2 separate regions of the Rattus norvegicus genome follow, and region 2 is linked to region 1. A link is a contact called in public Hi-C data. All regions are on one chromosome and are shown on one strand. The core of a region is the stretch at or near the end of the contact, and the rest is flanking DNA. Distances in the headings are between cores, read along the strand shown. Region 1 holds the start of Mad2l1 (mitotic arrest deficient 2 like 1). Region 2 has its middle 110 kb from the start of Gadd45a.

What was found. A called contact is a pair of places that touch in the nucleus more often than the background predicts.
Region 2: a Hi-C map of kidney shows a contact between it and region 1, with 4 times the contacts expected there. The contact joins the enhancer-like site here to the promoter of Mad2l1 in region 1. A contact is called at or near these places in 9 of 12 Hi-C or Micro-C datasets (the A7r5 cell line, the Rat2 cell line, Schwann cells and 6 more) and 1 of 1 datasets of contacts at active chromatin or transcription factors (oligodendrocytes).

What each region holds. Positions count from the first base shown.
Region 1 is chr4:97,235,157-97,241,585 of GRCr8, forward strand. Mad2l1 (mitotic arrest deficient 2 like 1) reads left to right here and starts at 1,353. Exons shown (of 6, transcript NM_001106594.1): 1 at 1,353-1,539; 2 at 1,884-2,030; 3 at 4,093-4,213; 4 at 5,270-5,373; 5 at 6,051-6,230. The coding sequence starts at 1,467. The coding sequence ends at 6,223.
Region 2 is chr4:97,597,124-97,603,385 of GRCr8, forward strand. No RefSeq gene overlaps it. Among named protein-coding and RNA genes, the nearest start is that of Gadd45a, 110 kb to the left of the region's middle. Within about 2 kb of position 2,963, at least 7 of the 93 cell types and tissues checked have an H3K27ac peak or open chromatin away from gene starts, as enhancers often do. A contact at or near this core is called in the A7r5 cell line and kidney, where this site is marked.

The sequences.
Region 1 (6,429 bases), core at 103-2,602:
ATTTTATAGTATTGCTTTTGATAAAAGGGGAGGGAGGTAATGTTAAACCAAGTGGCCAAAAGTTAATAGGTAAGACCATCGAAGATTCCAGATTTTTTTATGTTACTGTGATAAATTAGATTAAGTCCAAACACACTTGGGAAGAAAGAGCTTGGTACCTCAGTTTTATCTATGCCACCATTTCATTCTTCCTCGTATGTCACAATTTCTTTCTCTGATGTATCCCTTATACAACCTCCCTGGCATCTATTTAATTCAGGCTCTAAACTTCTTAAACCTGCACATTACAGTATTTCTAATAGTCAACTGGTTTCAAAATGCAGTCTGAGTACCAGCATTAGAAGCATTTAGGATACTTGGAAGATGTGCTATCTCCTGGACCCAATACACTGTACAATATAAAAACTGTCACATGAATCTCATGTATAATCTTATATGCTCAGGTATAGGCCTTAAATACTCAAAAAGAAACATATGACTAAAAGACTTAAAAGCAGGCTAATTGCAAAGAAAGGAAATCAAGAAGCCCTATCATTTAAATCTGATGTGAACTTATAAAATGTATGTAGTAATAGAAAACTAAAGACATTTCTAAATGATTATTACAGTGTGTGTCTGTGTGTTTGTGTATGTGCATGCGCGCGCGCGCGCGCGCGCGCGCGCGTGTGTGTGTGTGTGTGTGTGTGTGTGCATGTGCCTTGCCTCTCTCCTCCAGACATGTTGCAGACTTGGTGACAAGCATCTTTACTCACTAAGCTTCTGTTCGACCTAGTTCCCCTCATCTTATTTCTCCAGAAAAGTTGCATTTACACACACACACACACACACACACACACACACACACACACACACACACAAAACAAACAAAAAAAAAAATTAGGCTCTCCCAGACTTGAAACTATGCTCAAAGCTGAGCCTGTGCTTCAGGGATGCTCAGACCACGGGTGTGGCAGGTAGGTAACCCCACTACCATCTCAGATCCTCTTCTAGGCCACCTTATCAGAGGTCCCGCCCACTAAGGACCCTCCTGGGTACCAGGAACTGGAACCATACGCCCGAACCACTCTACGCCTGCGCATTCGGTCTGCCAGAGAGGGTGGAGCCAGGGCCGGATACAAGTCGCTTTGGGCGGGACTTAGGGTCAGCTCATCTGCGGTGCAACTGGGCTTACGGCGGAAGTAGCGTTATGGAGCGAAATGTTGAAAAGAGACCCGGTTCCCTAATGTGGGAGGGGCTTAGAAAAAACCGGAAGCATGAGGCGGGCTCAGGAAGGGATTCCGAGTTAAAAGACAGGGTTGGGGCCGGAAACTGGCGACGTAGGTGGGGTTTAAGGCTCGTTGCGCCTGCGCACAGAGCGACCGGCGGGATTCGTAGTTACTTTTGAACCGGGTGGCGGGGAATAGCTAGAGGAGCCATTAGGGCGCCATCTACGGAGGGGTTGACAGTGTTCTCCGTTCGATCTAGTGATGGCACAGCAGCTCGCCCGGGACCAAGGCATCACCCTGCGTGGGAGCGCAGAAATCGTCGCCGAGTTTTTTTGTGAGTGCTGAGCGCGGACCCTGCAGCCAAAGATAAGCTGCCTGGGCCGGGCCTTAGGACGTGTGCTAGAGCGGAACCACCGGATCCTCCCGGGGGCGGGGAACGCAGGCCTGTGCCTCCTGGAATGAAACGGGGCTGGCCTGGGGCATCATCTCACTCGCTCTTTGAAAGCTGGTGGTCTGCGTTGACATCTGAACCACATACTCTGTGTTTACATTTAGCGACCCGGTGAAATTCGACATTGCTGGGTTAAAGGTTTTCCGTGTTGTTTTGTCCCTACTCTGATTTCTGGAAGAGTTTAAAACGTTAATACATGTTTATGGCTTTATTTCTTTCGCTTTCAGCATTTGGCATCAACAGCATTTTGTATCAGCGTGGCATTTATCCGTCGGAAACCTTTACTCGAGTGCAGAAATATGGACTCACCTTGCTTGTAACTACTGACCCCGAGCTCATAAAGTATCTCAATAATGTGGTAGAGCAGCTAAAAGGTAATCACGTTTTGAGTTTTACACCTTACAAGTTTGCATTTGTAAGTGTCCCAAGTAGCTTAAAGCAACAGGCCTTCTCAAATGTGATTCTGAATTGGGAGAAAGCAAGTGATGGAGGGAATTTCCACCTCTTCTGTTTTTTAAGTAGGCTGAATGTCTTGATGTTAGGCATCTTAGAAAAGCTGCTTTAGAAATGGGTTTTATAGGTTAACCAGGTGCAACAAATTGGAAATTTTACCCAATTAAAATGATCTCATCTTTCTGTGTTTTGCTCTGTATCTCCCAATGTAATCTTACAAAATACCAATTCTAAAAGCATTGCAACTACCCTTTTTTCCCCTTTGAGTTTTATGTGTATGGGTGGTTGGTTTGTTTTAATTGTTTTCATTATAGTATTTGTTGCCTTTTTGTTAACTTCAGCATTAAAATGGCCTTTTGGTGACCACCTGAACATGGTTAACTTAACAACTCTCTTTAAGGCCGTTTTGTTTTGTTTTGCTTTTGAGATAGGTCTCTATAGCTCTGGCTGTCCTTGAACTTGCGATGTAGACCAGATTGAACTCAGAAAGATCAGCCTGGGTCTACCCCCTCCGAGTTCTGGGACTAAAAGGCATTTGCCACCGTGCCCAGCTTAAGGCCATACTTTTAAACATTCCTTGCAATTCGTATCCATAATAGAGTATCCATCAACACTTGTGCAAGTTGGGTATGAATTCACAGGCAAAAGAGGTAGGGTTTTTAAGCATAAGATCTGCTTTGAATTCTGGTGTCTGGATCGATCCTCTTTTAATCCCCTTCAGTTCACTTACTACCAAGGATGATAGTTTAAAAACACAAGGCTAATTGGTCATGCTGCTTAAAACACAGTTGTGGCTTTCCTAATTCTTAAAAGTATAGTTTCATTAATTTAACACTTAAGATTTTGTGTAGCATCTTGATTTTTCATAATTCTGTAATTAATTGACTTTATTAAAAAGCATGTACTTTGCAATAGTCTGCATACATATACATACATACATAGATACATATGCACGCCCTTGCCATTTAAAGCCTGTATTTGCCTCTCCTTTGTACATTTAATGTAAAAACAAATCCTTCCCTCACCTACCAGAGTAGTGAGATTTTTCTTGTGCTCTTATACTATCGCTCTGTTCTGACCAGCCACCACAGATGTGACTGGCAGTGGTTAGATTAAAGCCTATGTCCTATGTTCTTTCTGTGAATCGCAGTGAAGTACAAGTTCACGGCTCCGTGATGCACTGGCTTCCACCTACTAGTAATGTGGAGAATTTAAAACTTGATTAAATTGTTAGTGAAGAATTTTCTTCCTTGTGTATGAAAGGAAGGCAAAATACCACTGTGAGGATTTTGTAGGCGGGAAAGTGGGTCTTGAGCAGAGCGTCTCTGCCATAGGTTAGAGAGTAAGAGCTGCCTTGTGTGAGTCTCTGCCATAGCTTAGAGAGTAAGAGCTGCCTTGTGGGAGTGTCTGCCATAGCTTAGAGAGTAAGAGCTGTCTTGTGTGTGTCTCTGCCATAGCTTAGAGTGTAAGAGCTGCCTTGTGTGAGTCCCTGCCATAGGTTAGAGAGTAAGAGCTGCCTTGTGGGGAGTCTCTGCCATAGGTTAGAGAGTAAGAGCTGCCTTGTGTGAGTCTCTGCCATAGCTTAGAGAGTAAGAGCTGCCTTGTGTGAGTCTCTGCCATAGGTTAGAGTGTAAGAGCTGCCTTGTGGGAGTCTCTGCCATAGCTTAGAGTGTAAGAGCTGCCTTGTGTGAGTCCCTGCCATAGGTTAGAGTGTAAGAGCTGCCTTGTGGGAGTCTCTGCCATAGCTTAGAGTGTAAGAGCTGCCTTGTGGGAGTCTCTGCCATAGCTTAGAGTGTAAGAGCTGCCTTGTGTGAGTCTCTGCCATAGCTTAGAGAGTAAGAGCTGCCTTGTGGGAGTCTCTGCCATAGGTTAGAGAGTAAGAGCTGCCTTGTGGGAGTGTCTGCCATAGCTTAGAGTGTAAGAGCTGCCTTGTGGGAGTCTCTGCCATAGCTTAGAGTGTAAGAGCTGCCTTGTGTGTTGCAGAGTGGTTGTACAAGTGCTCCGTTCAGAAACTGGTAGTGGTCATCTCGAATATTGAAAGTGGCGAGGTCCTTGAAAGATGGCAGTTTGATATTGAGTGTGACAAAACGGCCAAAGAAGAAGGGTAAGTATGAACTGAATTGTTCCTGCTTTAATTTGCTTTTGTAATTTCTGTTGCTGCATGAGTTCACATTGTATTGAACTGATATCTTCCAGTTACTGTCTAGGGTATGTTTTTAAAGATACTTTTGTTAGTTTTTGAGGGATTTCTGAGTTCCTCATAAACTGTCAGGGATTATGTGGATAAGATGCTTTTAAGCGTGCTGTCTTTGTGAGATTTGACCTTCATGTTGTGGTTATACCCAAACCTCTTACAATATAATATGAGGGCCATTTAATCCCTGGCTTATACAAGAGATGATCCTAGACTCATTCCTAATTTAGATGAAGCTCTACTGTACTTCATTTAATGCCGTGAAGTTTGTAAACTGAAGTTTGCATGAATTCTACATCAGAAATGCCTACTATGCTAGACATGCACTCTGTATGTTACTATAATGAAGTGCAGTTTGTTTCTGAAATCTCCCATCTGTAGACGTCGTTAGCCTATAAAATATTTTGTATGTAGTTTATTTTACTTGACCCAATCAGGATTTAGATATTTAGATGTTACTTTTTTAAAAATGCCAAAATTCAGGCTGAAAAATGGCTCATTGTTTGGGAGCACTGGCTACTTCTCTAGAGGACCCAGGTTCAATTTCCAGCATCTACATGACAGCTCACAGCTCTCTGTAACTCAGTTTCAGGCAGTCCACAGCTACAGGTATGCATGTGGTACACGTAAATGTGTATGCAGACAAAATGCCAAAATTCTATCAAGATTATGTGTTGGAATCCATTTTCCTTTATATTAAAGACTTACTGACAATATGCTTACTGAGAGTGGTTGAGAAACTTAGTATTCACCATGCACTGAATGACCTGATATCAAGATCAACCCTAAAGGATGATGACAGATGCAGATGTAGTAACCCAAGAATATCGTTAGCCATTGATCTTTAGTCTCCTAATGTAATACTTCTGTATTGTTGGAAGCATTTTGTTCAGATAAATAGTTATCAGTGTGTTTTAATTAACTTAATAAAACCTAGAATGAATAATTTCTTTGATTCTTTTATAGTGTTCGTAGAGAAAAGTCCCAGAAAGCCATACAGGATGAAATCCGTTCAGTGATCAGACAGATCACAGCCACTGTGACATTTCTACCACTGTTGGAGGTTTCTTGTAAGTATTATACAGTCTCTTGACTTAAATCTTCTGGAGAAAGTGTACTTTATCATTGCCTTGTAACATAAAATGGGATATGGGAGGCAGAATATAGCACAAATAAAAAGATGCGTATTCCAGAAAATGTGAAGACGAGGACTGAGGAGATGGCTCAGTGGTAAAGTACATACTGAGCAATTGTCAGGCCCTGCGTTAGGATTCCCACCACCAGGATCCTCCAAGTGGTTGTGATGGCTCACCTATAACCTCAGCCAGAAAGGCAGCAATAGGACCATCAGCAATCCAGCTACTGAAACTGTCCGTATTGGCAAGCTCTCCGCTTGCTTGAGAAGCCATGCTTGGTGAATAAAGTGCAAAAACAGCCATTATTTTGTGGACTCTACCTGTCTGTTCCACAAACACACTCAAGAAAATGAAGAAAAAATGAAAATGCCAAAAAATGAAAGTATACAACAATACTTTTGAAAATTTCTCACAATTTTATTACTATTATTTTCTACTAGGAAGTATAATGCTCTGTTCTACGCCCAGTTTCTATCGAGGAAAATAATCATTAGACCAGGCTAAGCTACCTTTTTTAGCAAGAGGTGGTTCATAGTGAGTCCCATTGAGAGAGACAGGAAGGACAGCTTTACTATTGAAAAGTTCTGTACTTTACTCTCATCCCGGCTTAGGTTCATTTGATCTGCTGATTTATACTGACAAAGATTTGGTGGTACCTGAAAAGTGGGAAGAATCGGGACCCCAGTTTATTACCAATTCTGAAGAAGTCCGTCTACGCTCATTCACTACCACAATCCACAAAGTGAACAGTATGGTGGCCTACAAAACACCTGTCAGTGACTGAAGAGACGGTGAGGAAAAGAATGGAATTGTCATTTCTCAAATGTGTTTTTCCAGAAACTAAGTCAAATGTAGTTGATACATTTTCTTGTCTTGTTCAATTTTCAGATGAAGAAAACCAAGATCTGATGTTGTTCAATGTGTCTTATTGCTCCATTTCTTGGGTTCCTCCTGGACTTGCCAGAGTCCAGTAGATTTTGTTAGCATTGT
Region 2 (6,262 bases), core at 1,713-4,212, 360 kb after region 1:
TAGAGCAACCTTGAAAAACATATAGACGGGAAAAGGAGTGGAGAAGGAAAAGGTGGGATACTTTTAGGCTCCACAGATTTTAAAGATTTTTAAAGCTGTGGAAGGTTATGGTTGTGAAGTATAGAGTATAGCAGATTAAGAAAAGAGAGAAAATAAGGCAGGAATGAGAGGGAAAGTGTCTAAGTTGTATGTGGGATGAATGATAGAGTGTGCCCAATCTTAGAGCGGGTGATGGAAAGAGCACACCAATCCTAGAACTTAACTAAGGGAACACAATCGAAAGCAAAACCATTTTCATAGGTATATTTATATGTGCTTGAGTGTGTGTACATATAGTTATATGCAAGAAATATATGTATATAAGATATAAATATATATATAGGAAATTCATGATTAAAAATTAAAGAAATTAAAATAAAAGATTTTAAATACTAAAAATTACTCAATCATCATATAAAATTTAAAAGAGGCAACTATGATAAAAATATATTAGATTAAAGAATAGCTCAGCTCAGCATTTGTTCCTTGGTGCGAGGGGTTTTAGATTCTTTCCCTTAACGATGTTTCATGGAGCCAACTGCACCACATGTCAGGGATGATGTACAATTGCAGTTGAAACCTCTAGAAGCAGATTCGGTTATGTACAGCCCAGGACCGTTCAGGCCTCTTTCTTTTTTTTTTTTAATTTTTATTCATTCATTCATTTATTTACTTAGTGTGTGGTGTGTGTATGTGTGTGTTGAGACAGGTCTCGCTGTACAGTCCTGGCTGGCCTGGAACTGGTCTGGAACTAACTTTCTTTCTTTCTTTCTTTCTTTCTTTCTTTCTTTCTTTCTTTCTTTCTTTCTTTCTTTTTAAGATTTATTTATTTTATGTATATGAGTACACTGTCTCTGTCTTCAACACACCAGAAGAGGGCATCGAATCTCATTACAGATAATTGTGAGCCACCATGTGGTTGCTGGGAATTGAACTCAGGACCTCTGGAAGAGCAGCTAGTGCTCTTAACCACTGAGCCATCTCTCCAGCGCACCTGGTACCTTCTAAAGGGAGTTTTGGCAGTGTCTCCTTGGTGCTCAGTGTTGTGGGTATAGCTGTAGGAAGTGAGATTTGACTTCCCCAACACCCTGAGTGTTCGCCATCACCAGCATGTGTTAGGGGTGAACCACTGCCTGGTTGTTCCCATGGTTCTCAGCTTGCCCCTGGACTCTCTCTCAGCTTCTCTTCTACCCGGAGGACCTATGGGTGAGATAGAAGCACTCTCCAGCCTTTTCCAGTCTGCTAAGCAGAGAGCATGCAACTGGGTTGGCTTTTTGATGATTCATGGCTTCTGCTTTGGATAGCTCATCTGGATAAAGCTACCTTACAGATCTCGTCTCTTACAGCAATAGATGATAGTGCAGTATCTTGTGTATGTGCATGTAGAGGCCAAAGGTCAACATTGATGTAGAGGCCAAAGGTCAACATTGAATGTCTTCTTCAGTTGTTCTCCACTTGTCTTCTCATTGACCCTGAAATACACCAATTCAGCTACACTGGTACTGGCTGGCCACTGAGCTCCAGAGATGTGCATGGCCCTGCCCACCAGCCTGGAGTTACAGACTGCACTACCCCACTTCCCCATTTGGCTTTTACATGGCTCCTCAAAGCACTTACCAAATGAGCCATCTCCTTGTTTCCTAGTGCATATTTTCTTGGCAATTTTCTTTCATGGAATTTTATTGCCAAAGCTAATCTGTCAGCATACCCAGAAGTCCTCTCTGCCTGTGTCCTTCACCACTGTACAAAAACACATGCACATGCTTGTGTATGTATGCCTACCAACCAAAGTTTTCATGAGATAACATTCGCTTTTAATGTGTATGTTGTTAAGTATAAACATACATAGAAAACAGTTAAATAGCAAACATGGATTTATTAATATTCAAATGCAGCACAAAAATATACCAAAATGTGTAATTCAAAGTTGAAAATGTTAGTTTTGTCTCTCTGCCTTAATTTCACAGCCATCAGTGGCTTTCAAGACAACCTTAAAACACATGCCTGCCAGGCGCAATGGTGCCTGCCTTTCCTCTCAGCACTTGGGAGGAAGAGACAGACAGATCTTTATGAGTTCAAGGCCAGTCTTGTCTATATATAGTGAATTCCAGACCAGTGAGAGCTACATACTGAGACCCTGCCTCAAAAACTTTTGTTTTCAGAATAAAATCAACTGTGGACACACTTGCCCAGCACACAGTAAGACCTGGGTTTTATCCCTGACCTCAAATGAAAACAAAGCATAGGTCTGTCTGAAGTATCAGTGAGGAGGCATCTATGACCACAGAGTGTGGGCAGGAAACGCAAACAGTAGGCAGCCCAGGTGAAACCCATGGAAGTGGCCTTTGACCTGCTGTGAAAGGTGTCTTGGGGTGGCAGGGCTCAGAGGAAGGAAGTTGGGGAAGGCAGGCAGACAATGCTACTAGCAAACACTTGGCCTCTTGCCGCTGCAGCAGGAGGGAAGGGATGATTTTCCTGCCTAGAATGTCGTGTTGAGAAGCCATTGGATGAAATGCTTGCAAAATAAAACACAAGAAAATCAAAACAAAACCAAAACCCCCACAAAACAAAACACTCTTACCAGCAAAATATGTGTCTACACAATACCAGCAAGACAACAAAAGTGCACTGCAAATCTCTGAGATAGGAGAGAATTGTTGCCAGAATATGTGCTGGACAGGATGAAGGTCGGGGTGATTTGCTCACATTTGCTTAGAGACAAGTAAATTAGGAACTCTTTAATTGCTCACACTGTGGAAATCAAATTGCTTAACTTGTGCAGGTGATAATGCTCTGAAAGATGTAGACAGGTGTGGAATCTGGCTCAGAAGGCTTGCTCCTCCAGTGGGCCTGCCTTTCCCTCCTCCCCACCAAGCTCTGCGTGCTCTCTGCATTCCTTGTGCCTGAGCCCCACCCCACCCCCAGGCTCTGAGCCTTGTGCTGTAGATCCCAGGAGAAGAAAGGTCAGGACTAAGAAAGCTGTCTCAAGCTTGCTTAGCCACCATCCAGCTGACTCAGCCTCCCCCTTCACCTGTGAGTGTACTAATGAGGAGGCTTCTGATTTCACATTCCTCTTCCCCTGCCTGGACCTAGCTCTTATTGTACCTCACCCTCTGGGGTGGCAGTCTGCAAAGTTTGCCTTTTCTTTGCTTGGCTGGGACTCTGCCTCTTCCTCTCTGCAGTCCTTCCACACACCTATAACAAGCTCTTGTGCTGAATAGCCTTCAAGCTACACGATCTGCAAAGCACTTTTCATTCTTTTGTGGTTGGCATTAAGGAAATCCAAAGTGACCCAAAAGAGCAAAAGATAATACATTAGTTTTTTTTTTCTTTTTTCTTTCTCTTTCTTTTGTTGTTGTTGCTGTTATTCAACTTTGTTGTAATGTTTATCTGAGAAATTTTTGGTCAGGTTGTTTCCATAAAAAGTGCTGATTTTTAAAATAGATAACTTAAATCTATCTCTCTCTTCATCTATCCCTCCTTCCTCTCCCTTTGTCACACCATACCTCCTCCTCACCCCCAACCCCAGTGATTCACAAAACGTTCTCCATTCTTCTGGTAGTTTTAGGATGCCCCTAGATCTTCACTATTAAACATAAGTGACCAGTTGAGACAAGCAGCCCTGGGGCCGCTCTTCAACACTGATTGCGCCTGAACAGCAGGTGTTGGGGATAATACTCATTTGGCCTTACCTGTTTTCTGGACAGACTTGGTGATTGTGGCAGCTCCAGCAGCCTTCCTGCCTACAGCTTTGTTGATGTCCACAATAACCAATTCGTTTCATGTCACAGACAGCAAAGTGACCTCCTCAGAAAAGCTCAGAACATGCATGGTGCATGGACTTGCTTGGACCCAACTGATGATAGCTGTATTGGCAGATTTCAAGGATTCAGGGCCATCTTTTCTCTCTCTCTCTCTCTCTCTCTCTCTCTCTCTCTCTCTCTCTCTCTCTTTCTCTCTCTCTCTCTCTCTCTCTCTCTGTATATATGTATAACATGTGTGCAGTTGGAGATGTGTGTATACCATGACACAAATATGGAGAGCAGATGATAATTCTCCAGAATCGGTTCTCTCCTTCCACCATGGGTTCTTGGGGTCAAACCCGTGTCATGAGCCATCTCATCTGCACCATTTTTCAGTGTCTTAGCAGAATGGCCAATCGTTCTTCCTTTCAGATTAGCAAATTAGCAAACAGTGAGAGCTTTATAGGAATCAGTGCAATGACTTGGTCAGCACCAGTTTGGCCTGGATGATTCCGGAAATCACCTGAGTAGTTAAGCCAGCTGTGTTCCCACTGGTGTGTTGCTTTGGCTGTTGCCAGAAATAGTGCCAACCTGAACATTTTTAACGGATGTATTCTTGGCACTGAAGCCCGCACTATCTTCAAGGAAAACTTTACTCTAAGCCCCATGGGACATTTCAACAGATTTTGACTAGATCAAGAGCAACCAGCATATTGACTTTGAGAACCCTAGCCTCCACTTTGCACAGGGACAGTACGAAAGCTCTAATTTTATAACTATCCTGGAAAGGCTGGTAGGAGGAAGCCATCTAAAACTTACAGCAATATGGTTCCATCACTGCCATCTTCATGGGTGACATTCTACCTCTTTCCTGACACTGAGGCCAGACCAGTCAGACTTCAAAATAAAGCCGTCCCTGCAGGACAGTCAAGGGCTTTCTATAACAGTGCCTCCATAGATCATGGCTCCTGTGACAGTAGCAGCCTTTAAATAATTTCTCATCTCTCTTTCCATATACCTGACCTTGAATTACTTGACTACTTCTGCAAACCACTAGACCACCAGGATACAGATACTTACTGTGTCCCTCTGAAGCCCAGGCAGATCATGCTTATCTTGCCTCAACTGGAAGTTTCCAGGATTAAAGAAAGGATGAGGGGAGAGAGACAAGATGTGAAGAAAGAAAAGACAGGAGCCACCAATGTGAAACCACACCTATAGTATAATTTGAAGACAGGAAGAAACTGGTGGATGTCAAGCTTAGAGAAGAAATAGCCTTATATGACTTTTCCTCTCCTATTTTGCTAGAGAAAACAGCCTCACGAAGTTATCACATGAGAGTGGTACCCAGTGCAAGCTTGGCTCTGGTGAAGACAGGGTGTTGTTTCAACCCTTTTCAAGAAGACCTGGGCTCGGTCCTTACTGGGAAGCCATAGCTTAGAAAAGAAAGTCTTGGGCTGGAAAGATGACTCAGTGGTTAAGAGCACTGACTGCTCTTCCACAGGTCCAGAATTCAAATCCCAGCAACCACGTGGTAGCTCACCACCATCCATAAAGGGACCTGATGTCTTCTTCTGCTGTGTCTGAAGACAGCTACAGTGTACTCATATATAATAAATAAATAAATCTTTAAAAAAATAAAATGAAGGGCTGGAGAGATGGCTCAGTGGTTAAGAGCACCGACTGCTCTTCCAGAGGTCCTGAGTTCAAATCCCAGCAACCACATGGTGGCTTACAACCATCTGTAATGGGATCCGATATCCTCTTCTGGTGTGTCTGAAGACAGTGACAGTGTACTTATAAATAAATGAATCTTAAAAAAAACAAAACAAGCTTACCTAGGAAGCGCAAGGCCCTGGGTTCGGTCCCCAGCTCCGAAAAAAAGAACCAAAAAAAAAAAAAAAAAAAAAAACCAAAACAAAAATAAAAACGGGGGCTGGAGAGATGGCTCAGCAGTTAAGAGCACTGACTGCGGACTGACCCTGGACTCTGACCCCATAGGTAGCAATGAATATCCTAGTAAGAGCACCAGTGGAAGGGGAAGCCCTGGGTCCTGCTAAGACTGAACCCCCAGTGAACTAGTCTATGGGGGGAGGGCGGCAATGGTGGGAGGGTTGGGAGGGGAACACCCATAAGGAAGGGGAGGGGGGAGGGGGATGTTTGCCCGGAAACCGGGAAAGGGAATAACACTCGAAATGTATATAAGAAATACTCAAGTTAATTAAAAAAAAAAAAAAAAAAAAGAGCACTGACTGCTCTTCCAGAGGTCATGAGTTCAAATCCCAGCAACTACATGGTGGCTCACAACCATCTGTAACGAGATCCAATGCCCTCCTCTGGTGTGTCTGAAAACAGTGACAGTGTACTCGTCATATATAAAATGAATAAATAAAATCTTAAAATAAATAAATAAATAAAATGAAGAAAGAAAGAAAAGAATGTCTTTAGCTGCACCAGCCTTTGTGTCAGCCAGGCAGAGT